Regions from separate parts of the Mus musculus genome. Here region 2 is linked to region 1. Evidence: chromatin contacts called from public HiCAR-type data. All regions are on one chromosome and are shown on one strand. The core of a region is the stretch at or near the end of the contact, and the rest is flanking DNA. Distances in the headings are between cores, read along the strand shown.

What was found. HiCAR-type assays count read pairs that join an accessible place to other places.
Region 2: a contact with region 1 is called in a HiCAR-type map of astrocytes, with 4 times the contacts expected there. The contact joins the promoter of Astn2 here to the promoter of Tnc in region 1. A contact is called at or near these places in 1 of 39 promoter capture datasets (hippocampal neurons) and 1 of 115 datasets of contacts at active chromatin or transcription factors (astrocytes).

The regions. Positions count from the first base shown.
Region 1 is chr4:64,043,769-64,049,292 of GRCm38.p6, forward strand. It overlaps Tnc (tenascin C), which reads right to left and starts at 3,168. Exons shown (of 27, transcript NM_001369211.1): 1 at 2,981-3,168. The region is part of intron 4 of 8030451A03Rik (a long non-coding RNA gene); the gene reads left to right.
Region 2 is chr4:66,401,995-66,407,518 of GRCm38.p6, forward strand. It overlaps Astn2 (astrotactin 2), which reads right to left and starts at 2,489. Exons shown (of 23, transcript NM_207109.2): 1 at 1,889-2,489. The coding sequence starts at 2,366.

The DNA of each region.
Region 1 (5,524 bases), core at 1,918-4,417:
GCAGTATTAGAAAACTAAGTAGACAGTCTTCCCCATCACTGTGTCACACTTCATCCCTGACTATTAGCTATTTTATGTCAGTGTCTGACTACCATAGAGGAACTGTATATGGAGAACCAACTAAATATTTGTTTCTCAAGTTCTACTTTTCAAACCCATACAGCCTCAGTATGGAGGAGCCTTTATGCTTTGTGAAAGCCAGTTTGTAAGTTCATGAAACTGCGGGAAGAGAGATGAGAGGTGGTTTTAGTTCACAGCGAACATGAGAACGGATAGGATTCAGGGAGTATGTTTTTCATTCTGTCAGCCTGAGTTCCCTTTCCAAATTCTATTCTGGTTATATGATCAGGCTATTGCTGTATTTATGGGTGGCCACAGTCTGCCTGGTGGGGCATATTTTGTCAGAAGGGAAGTGCTTTCCCTCTGAGGGCTATACAAGAAGCTGACACGTTGAAAAGAAGCACAGCCTCCAAAGAAAGATATGAGCTTAGATTCTGGCCCTATCACTTGAGTTCCAAGACCCAATCTCTCTGCTCTGTGAGTCTCTCTGTCTTATAAGTACACCCATGCTCCAGAGACCTGCTGTGGCCATTTGATACCATGATGCCCAGGGAAGCATCAAGAGCCTATAGCTCATACACTGGTTAATTCTATGCTGGCTATAGTGATTACTGACATTGATTGAAGTAACCAACCTTTCTTAAGCCTCTAAAATTCCTGTCTCCTGTTTCATTTGGGGAACTGTCCTTACTCCCATAGCTGCTGGATTTCAGAACACTGATCTGAGTAAGCACTGCCTAGCTGTGAGATCTGGAGCTGTGTGTCCCATTGTTTGCAATGTGGTAAAAATGTTCCAGGGGTATGAATAGTGTGTTTGCACCCCTTAACCCCATGTTAGCCCATGCAACCTCATTTTTATCTGTCAGAAACTCAGGGAGGAGGGTTGTTCATAATTTATTAATAACTGCTTCTATTGTTAAACTTGACAAACATTTGTTTAGGACATTAATCTTGAAAGTATCTGTGATCTAGTAACAAGGTAAACAGAAACACCTCTGTCTATTGAACTCTTCTGGTGTGTATGTCACAGAGCCCCAGGAGAGGTAACTCCTCACCCTCTTTGTATGAGTGACAAAACTGATGGATGGAAGCCTTGTCACCTCTTGAGACAGGGGAAAGAGAGGCCAAGAGCGCGAAGCTAGGTGTTTTGAACAAATGAGGGAGTGGGTGATTACCAAGCTTGGCTTCACCCATTCTCTCTGTCTCTGTCTCTGTCTCTGTCTCTGTCTCTGTCTCTCTCTCTCTCTCTCTCTCTCTCTCTCTCGTGCTCACCCCATTTGAGTAACCCAGAGAATATTCACACACTGCACCCCCTTCTTTCCCTAGATGTGGTCACATTCTTGGAATGTACCAGGCCAAGGCACACTACCCCCATCCCCCATGCCCTTCGAAAGCCTTGGTTCATAGGACAGGAGAACTTTCCATCAGCTTATTTAGACAGAGCATGCCTCTCACCAGCCCTGGTGAGCTTTGTTGCATCTCAGGAAAGGCAGTGGGGTGGGGAGCAGCTTTCATTTCTAAGGTGCATATAGGGAAAGCTCTATAAAACAAAGAAAAAAAAAGATTCCACGAAAACACACGAAAAAGAGGCATTCACTCTTAAAGAGAGCTCCCAGTCTGGCTCATCCTCTGAGGCAAAGAATCTGATTCCAAAGACCACCAGCCACACAGCACTCCATAGCCAAGCACTTCAGCCTGTAAATGCCTGAGGACATTCTGGAGTCAGAACTCCAGATTCACATCAAGCCCGAGGCTGCCACCTTTTCTCCTAATGGTGCCAACACACCCCTTGCTTGTAAAACACTACGTGCCAGGCTAGCAGGCTGTCTCAGATTGGGCAAGATAAGAAGGCAGAGGCTTTGGGGGTAAGCAGACACACTGAAAAACTGGGTTAAGAGGCCCCGCTTTTCACGTCCAGGGTGTTGGCAGCTTTGGGCCATGACAGAGATTGCCCAGTTGCTGATTTGATCTTTTTTGTTCCTCATTCGCTCCTCATTATAAGGGGAGCTGCTGTCCCCACTTTAGAGAAGTGGAAACTAAGGTCCATAGAAGTTACATATTTTCCTGACACATTTATGTTGTAGTGGCACTAGTGGGAATGCCCAAGCCACTTCTAGGGTCAAACCCCAACCTCTTATTCCCCCTGTCACAACGATGGCATAGAGGAATCTCTGTGCTCTTTCCAAAGTTCACCAGGGAAGGGAATATGTTACTGGGGTTCTGGGATAAAGTGTCAGGAGGGAGGCCGATTTGGGAGCAATATGGGGTTCAGATGCCTCCAAACCTTCTACACATGCCCCACCTGAGGTCTCTGAATCAGGAGGATGGCACCCTGCTTCAAGAACCCACAGACGTGCCCACCAGTTTCATCTTACAGCCTGTGGGCTTTTCATCCGTGCCCAGAACTCATCTCCTAGCTCTGGTATCCAGCTCTTATCTTTCCCCAGAGTGGACACTGAGGATCAAATGGGACAAGAGGGGAACGAAAACTGTCAAGTGCTGAGACTGTGTAGATGCACGGTTGTGTTCTCCCTACTACGGGTACGTGGTACTCATCCCACCCAAGTGCTGTGAGTGAATGCCACTTTAAAATGCAACTTCTCTAACGCTCCAAAAGGGGAAAATCCACAGGTGAGAATCAACGAGGTAAAAGGGTAAGAGTTAAAGTAAGACATTTCCTCCAAAGAAAGGCAGAGACAAAACTTTACCAAAAGTTCCCTGAGTTCCTCTGACTATTGACAGATCCATACCAAATACATGACCGCAGGAGGGCAAGCACAGAATAATCGGGCCGCATCTGATCACACCGGGCTTGGAAATTAAACAAAAGTTTTATAGTTACAAACCCACATCTTACTGGGTACCGGGAATGCCAGGAGCACACCAGAAAGATCCTGGGTGATGGGATCAACAGACTCACCTTTTCCAGGTCGGGAAAAGCAAAGTCTCTGGGTGCACCAGCTCCGTGAAGAAGTACCTGGGTTAAGCCACAACGAGTTCCCAAGCGCGCGGTCCCTAGCGTCTTCCCAGCCACTGTCTGTGCCCACCAGAGGCTAGGGTGTGTGTCTGCGCGCGGGAGAGACGCGTGACAGTAGGCAGGCTGTGGCCGGAGCAGCCAGCTTTGGCAGGCTTATATAGGGAGCTCCTTCCTCTGTAATGGGACGCCTCGCCTCCAGACATCCTTTCCCACTTTTTTTTTTTTCAGTTGGTGAGTTAAAGGCACAGCCCTCCCAGCGGAACAGGGTTAGCTCATGAAAGACGCACTCACTCCAGGCGCGCCGCCAGCTAACGGACCATTTGCATACAATTTATAGTGAAGAAAAAAAAAAGTAGGAATTTCAGCTCCCTCCGCCCCCGCAGAGTAGTTGTTAGTGAAGTGTGATTTTTGCATTGCTCCACAAATGAGTATTCTAATTGTGAAACAGAAGCCTTGGGAACTGGGATATGAGGGAACTGGATCCTGGCGCTGCTCCTGGACTAGAGCAAGCTGGAAACACGACCTGGGTTCCCTCAGGCTCTGGGCAGCAGCTGCGGGGTGGCACCTCGGAGAAAGCCTGAGGGCTGAACCTGAGTTCCTGGAAAGAGGAGATCGAGGAGAGTTGAGCAAGCCCGGGGCAGTTCAGGTTTCTCTTGGCCAGCTTGGAGATAACCCAAGATTAGTTCTCAGCAGGTGGGAACCATACTGGGAGCTTAGAAAAGTGAGCTTTTCTGAAGCAGGACCCAGCGGTGCCCAGCTGCCTGGAGGAATCTTTATCCAGATCCCAATGTCCCCTCAGGAGTCACTTTTTGACATTGTTTATGCCACATACTAAGTGCTTTCTACTTAGTAGGGTCTACTAAGTAGGGTGTAGTACTTAGCTCAGGGTGTACTCCTGAGCTCTCAGTGTACCTAGGTGCTGAGTGAAGACTTTTTTTTTTTTTTCTTAGAGAAGCACTAATATATTTCAAAAGGTAACACTATTTAGGTTGAAGTCCTCATTTAGCATGTTAAAGTATCCCCAAGGCACCTGGGGCCAAGCTCAGCTCACGGTACTTCTGGGCTTGTTTGGGACAGTGCTTATACCCTGCAATTTAGAGAAGCAGTTTAATGCCATCAAGGAATTGTGCCTGGGAAGCACTTAGAATTCATGGCTCCATGACACATTGGTGACCAGAAACAGTGAGTGATGCTTAAGTAGGAAACTGTCACCCATGACAACAGACACAGCTGCTTTGCTGGACTGTGGAAAATGCATCTCTTTGTTCTGTAATTTAGAAGAGACTTCTGATGTTTTAATTAACAACTATTATCGGAAATTTCAACCATCCACTTACTGATTGATACCATCCTTCAGCCTTTCTCATAACATTTAGTTTCAATCTCCCTGGGAGAATAAAGCAAGACAAAATTAGGCTATCCCTAGGGTGGCACCGATTCCAGGACTCGAAGACTGCCTGCTTAAGTGTTCCCTATCCCCCCCCCCCCCACACACACACACACACACACCGCTCAGACATCAGGAACAGCCATAAATAGTCATGTCGTAAAACGACTCATTTGAACTTTTAAACCATTTGGGCTGATTCAGATGTTGGTTGCTTTGGGAATTTTTTCATTCTGCGTGTTAGCCAAAACATATTTCAGTGGCACAAGCCTGTCTTTCCACCAGTAGTGAATGCTTCCACGCCTCTAGGCTTTCCTAAGCAGACCCAGGCTACCTCTTCTCAGTTAGCAGAGAAAGTGTTAGACATGTCTTTACTCCATGTGTCCTATGAGCTATGTTTATATACAATAAATATATAATCAATTTATTTGTAACCATTTTCTTATGTCTGAACAAGGTAAGCTGAGAGAGTCTGCTAAAAGCCGTGTGATTAATAGGGCTTCTAAGAATGTTCCAGACTTGACATCCCTGGTCCCCAACAATTCTTAGTGTTCTATAGTCAATCATGAATTCACAGCTACCACAAACTGCTTAACCTATTACTGGAAAGCGAAGTCAGATGGGAGGCCCTGAGGATGGTGATCCTGACACATAAGACTATAACCATCAGTGGTCACAGAAATGTGTCACATGACACCTGAGATCTATCTTTTTTTCCATTAATTTATTTATTCACTCCACATCCCAGTATCCAGCCTCCCTCTCCTCCCAGTGCCTGCCCTACAGCTCTTTCCCCCATTTCCCCCATCCCTTTTACCTGGGAAGGGGGCCAGGCCCTAGGTGTCACCCCACCCTGACATAGCAAATCTCTCTGCAGGTGAATTTTCTCCCACGGAGGCCAGACAAGGTGGCCCAGCTAGAGGAGTGGGATCCACAGACAAGAAACAGATTCAGAGACAGCCCCTGCTCCAGTTGTGAGGAGGTGGGGGGCCACGTGAAGACCAAGCTGCACATCTGCTACATATATGTGAGGAGCCTCGGCCTAGCCCATGCTATCCCCTTGGCTGGAGGTTCAGCCTCTGCTGTACTGCAATCTACTT
Region 2 (5,524 bases), core at 1,239-3,738, 2.4 Mb after region 1:
CTGGCCCTGATCCTCACATATTTGATGAACTGGAAAGCTCTGGAGTTCTGACTGACAGTGGAGACACTACTCATAGGCCTGCACTCTTTCTCCCTCACTTGGATGAATATTCAAAAATCTTGAAGGGGAGATATGTCAGAATGGACGGAAAGGGGCATGATTGAAATAGGTGGAGATCACTTTTGTATATTGGGAGAGAACATACATACACAAACTCAAGCCTGAGGGAGCTTGGTGCTCCCAAGAACTCCACCTAGACCCTCTGTACCGACTTCCTCAGACGTGAGCTGCATGGGTGCACATAAAAAAACACTACTGTGAGTCTGTGTACATGAGTCTATGTGTCCTTTGCATGAGAGAGAGAGAGAGAGAGAGAGAGAGAGAGAGAGAGAGAGAGAGAGAGAGAGATTGATTGAGATTGAGCCATACTGCCACCGGAAGTCTCCCGGGAACCCACCAGTAGTTTTCCTGCTTTGCCTCCACTAGAAAGCTCCACATACTCATGTAACAACCAGTCAGAAAAGCATGGTGCCTCCAAACCTAGTGGTTAGGTTGGCTGCTGGCTCAAATGCGTAAAGGAAAGGGAAAGGAGGGAGGCATTAGCAAATACAAAAACCATCAGGGCTCCCAGAAGAGTGAAGTCTAGTCCATTAATCTGAAAGTCTTTTCCGGAGAGCAAAGAGTTAATACGGAGCTTCCAGGTTGGCTCCTAAGTATGCCAACCACTAAAGCCCGCCACTTCGCGACACTAGAACAAGATTCAGATCCCTCCCAAAACAAGGATCCTGCAGAAGCGTCTCCACGCGAGCCCTTGGCGCCTCTCCCGCACTGTTGTTGGCCTGACTCCGACAACCAATCCGGCCCCGCGCCCCCAAGAGGGGAGGGGAGAGCGAGCGAACAGCGAGCGCGGGAGAGCTAAGGGGAACAACATTTTTGTAAACGCTCTCTGAGATAATTAAGCTATCAATTACCCGGGTGGGAAATCAGCCGCGCTTCCCACAGCTCCACGGAAGGGCCGACTCCTCCGGAATTCGCGCTGGGAATCAGCAGGCGGCAAGCTGCTGGCGAACTTTCTGATTAACTTTACTATTTGAGCCCCCTACCCCCATCAGTTTCCTCTTCGGTCCTTTTTCTTAGCCCAGTAAGTGAACAGCAATGACAAGCCTACGCACGACTAGGAGTAATGGAGAAAAGAGAAGGTGATAGGGATAGCGGGGACGGAGGGAGAATCTAAAAGTAGAGATCTTGGGCTCAGAACCTCAGTCCTCAAATATCGACTCAATCGATTCCAGCCCCAATTTAAGGAAAGCCAAAAACCGAAGCTCAGAGGGTAAGAGACTTAGCCAAGGTCACCAAGACCATGAGAAGGGAAAGCTTTTGAGGACTGGGTCTTTCCTTGTTCACGTAGCTAGTCTGAATTGATCCTAAGAAAACCGGTCTTGAAGGGGAGGATCCACAACTCGAGACTAGACAGAGGGGGCAGACAACTGGAGCTGTCCAGAAGAGCAGTGCGCAGCATGACCATGAACTGGCTTCAGAGCAAGGGTCTTCCTTGCCCAGTACCTGGTCAGAGCACACCGAGAGACTTGGGGTCTTCTGCGTCCTAGATGCAAGGGGCGGAGCTCAGAGAATTGATTGCAAAACTGAGAGCCAGGTCCCCGCTGCGGGATCCTTGGCACGCCCCCGGGCTCCCAGAGCGCGCGCTCCAGGACCTCCTGCCCCACACTTCTTTACAACCACCTGTGCGCCCTCCGGGCCCCTGGGCTGCCCTTTGCCAACCCTGATGGGGCAGCCTGGAGCGGGGATTCCCAGGGCGCCCCCACCCGTCCGGTATCACTTAGGGGTTCTGGGTTTCTTGGGACTCCGCGTGTGCGGCGCCTACCCTTACCCAGGGTGAAGAAGGGCAGCTCAGTGTTGTCCAGGTCATCTTGTACCGCGATGCGCCCGGGGAGCTCATTACGCACAAAGAGAAGGAGACGAGACTCCGCGGCTGTGCCGGCTGAACCCGCGGAGCCCGGGGACGCGGCGGAGGCGGCAGCAGCAGCAGCTCCGGCCCCGGCTCCGGTCCCGGCCCCAGCCCCGGCCGCGGCCCCGGTGCGGGCACCGCTCCAGCCGATGTCGCTTTCCCGCAGAGCGGGCAGCGTGGATACGGTGACGGTCTTGAGCCGGCATGGGCTGTCGGGCTCCCGCGAGGCGGCGGCGGCCGTGGCGCCGGCCAGCAACGGCGGCGGCGGCAGCAGGAGCAGAAACAGCAACAGCAGCGGCGGCGGCGGTGGCGGCGGCGGCCCCGGGTGGAAGCCGAGCCTCGGCCGCCCCCGAAGCCCCAAGCCGCGGCCCGGGCTGCGCCGGGCGCCGGCGGCGGCCATGGCAGGAGGGGCTGCGGTGCTGCGGGCGGTGGCGACCGTGAAGAAGAAGGAAGAAGAAGCAGCGGTGGAGACAGCGGACACTGAAGCGAACCAGGACGCCCGAGCTAAGGAGCCTAGAGAGCCACTAGCCAGCAGCCCCCAGCTCGGGGCTCCGCCTCCCGATCAGCCCTGGACCGCCCCCCCGCGCCGCCTCCCCGCGCCCCGCCGCCGGCCCCCCCTTCGCCCGCTCCCCTGGCGGACCCTGAGCTTTTCGGAGGCTCCGCCCGGCTTCGTACAGGTCCCAGTAGCTCCCTCCCCTTTCTTAGGTTTCCCCTAAAGCCTCCTGCACAGGGTTCTTCAGCTCCAACATCTCTCTCTAAAATTCTTTACACTTAGGGGCCCCTCTTGCGTCTCCTCCAATCTCTCTTAAGTCAAATCAACTACCTTAGCTTCATCCCACCCTTGGCTCAAGCTGCAGTACACCCGGGAAAGCACTGTCGCCAAGCCTTGACCAAGGCCAGGCCTTCCTGGGAGTTGAGTGCTCCTCTGGACAGCCAAGACAACTTTCTCCTCCCCACATCAATCTCAAGAATCAGTCTCTTCAATCTTCTACCCTGTTCTATCTTCTGAAATAAGTTCCCAGAGGCATCAGGAAATCCTCCCCAACCACTTGTCTGAAATCTCACTACCAGGAGGACCACACGTCATTTCTCCATCCAGGTCTGGGTTGCAGCCTTGAAGGCTAGTGCACACATAAGCTTGGGACTTTGACCTCTAATATGTTCCCCACCAGTTGACTCCAGCTGGGCTGTTCTGGCCCTTAGCTGCCTCCATGCTGGCCCTGCCAGGCAGCCCACTCAGGCACTTTTACTCTGCCTCCCTGCTCCAAGTTTGGAGCAGCTTTACTTGGCAGCTTCCAATCTCAGTAAGAAATTCCTGAAAAGGGCACTAGGAAGGGACCTTTCCTGGCATCCTAGGCTTTGGGTCGTTTCCCAGTTCCCACAGGAGAGGGCTGTTCACTCATCAACTCTGCTCATGGCACACACACACACACACACACACACACACACACACACACACACACACACATATTTCCCTGGAGATTCAAGTTTAACCTTAAATCTGGGTCTTAGAATACCCTGTGGCCTTGGGCTGATTCCAGTTTCTAACCTAGATACATCAGACCTATACTGAAAGGGAAACATCACCTCTGTGAGAATGGACCTGCACACTCTCCTTTGCCTAGTAAAACTTTTCTTCATCTTCTTACCTCTTTTGCTCTGTCTTTCATCTCTGCACTCATTTCCTTCTTCCCTGCGTTGACTTTAATCTTACAAAAGCTTCCTCACTATAATTTATGAGCCATTTCCCTCCTCTGTGGAGCTTGGCTGTCTGTTCCTTACTGTAGTCTTACCATTGGCTGTTTTGTTTTGTTTTCCCCCTAACTTTTCCTTTCTGCCTCTTCCCTTTCACACTACTCTTTCATTTTTCCCTTCACCACTTTTTGAAACTATTTTGAAGCTTTTGGAAAAAGTCAGATATCTAAAAACACAGGGAAAATATAGGTCTGTGCACTTCTCTAGGTTTTAGACATGTGCATACGTGAGTTTTATACATAATTATAACCCCATGAGGGTGGTGTGCACTTTCCCGTTTTTTTTTTGTTTGTTTGTTTGGAAAAAAAAAAACAACCTGGGATCAGTATGTCAGGAAAGTGAAGAAACTTTCCAAGGTCACTTGGCTAAAAACCAAGATTCAAACTCTCAACCTCTAAGCCTTACCTATTTCTATGAAATTGAACTGCCCTCAGTGACCTTGGGGACTGAGTCCTCTGGGGCTACTGAGTTTGAAAAATGCAGCTCCCAAACTCCACTTACTTATCTGTGAACCCTCGATGTGTGTTGGGGGGTGGTGGTGGTGGTGACATCTAGCTTTTCAGGTCCTCTGATTTGAAATGATCTCCTGCCTCTCTGATGCCGGCTCCAGTACATTTACTCCTCCAGATATGTTGCCCTGCTGCCTTCAGTCTCTCCTTTGTACCCTTACAATCCGCCACTATCCTCTGCCATGGGGCTTTCTGATTCTCTATGCCCCTTTCTTCAAATATGCTGACATAGTCCATTTATAGAAGTGCACACTAGGAAAAAAAGGGCTCCCTTATGTAAGGCAGAGTCTGTGGAAGTCCTTCATGGACCTCTGATATAAAGGCCTGTCAAAGGAGGTGAACACTTTCATTCATTCATTCATTCATTCATTCATTCATTCACCAACATATACCCCACCGAACCCGGTAGTGGATGTGGTAATGTATAAACATTAACTACTGCGTTTAAGAGAACTAAAAATAAATGATGGATGAGGGAGGTCCAGGGAAGATACCTGGGCAGAAGTAGCTCATGTTTCACAGGCAGACTGGCAGGAAGGGAGACTTTGTGGGGTCTTGTGATTACAACTTGGAAATATCAGAGCAATCTTTCCAGAGGAGGTGGCACTGGAGTTAAGCCATAAAGGTTGGCAGCCTCCAGTGGGTACCACAACTACATGCTTCTAAATGAATCTTTTTCCTGCATCAGAAGTGCTTCGTAGTCAGAGGTGCAGACCAAGAACCTAAGATTTCTAGACATTTTGTCAGCCTTCACTGCAGTTAAAGCTCGAGTACAAGATGCCAAATTTAGGAATCAGCCTGAGCTACTCCTGATTCAGGGAGGGGAAGTGATATTATGAAGAATCCATTAGGACCAAAGTGTCAACATTTGGGGCAATTACATCTGGATTTCATTGCTTATCAAAGTGGTTTGACTGTTTGGAGCCTGGTGTCTTAGTATACACCAACGACACTTCTTGGTGAATTGCCCCTTCTGGTGAATAGCGTGATTATATCTCACCAGGCCGGTTCAATGTTGGCGTTTTGATCTGTGCTCTTCACTTTAGGGGTTCTTAGGCCAGACTCAGAACTCAATTGGTGATTCTGTATGATCTAATCGCACAGAATTTTGGATTCTCTTTCTGCTTAAATTATTCAGAATTAGTTTCTGTTGCTTGCAACTCAGACATCTGTCTGAGGAAACGGGAATGCGGAAACAGAGGGCAGAAAGGGCAAAGATTATGGTGGGAGATGGAGGCAATTCACTGAGGAGTAGAGGAGAGAGGGGAAGGGGAATACAGAAAAGTCTTGTCAC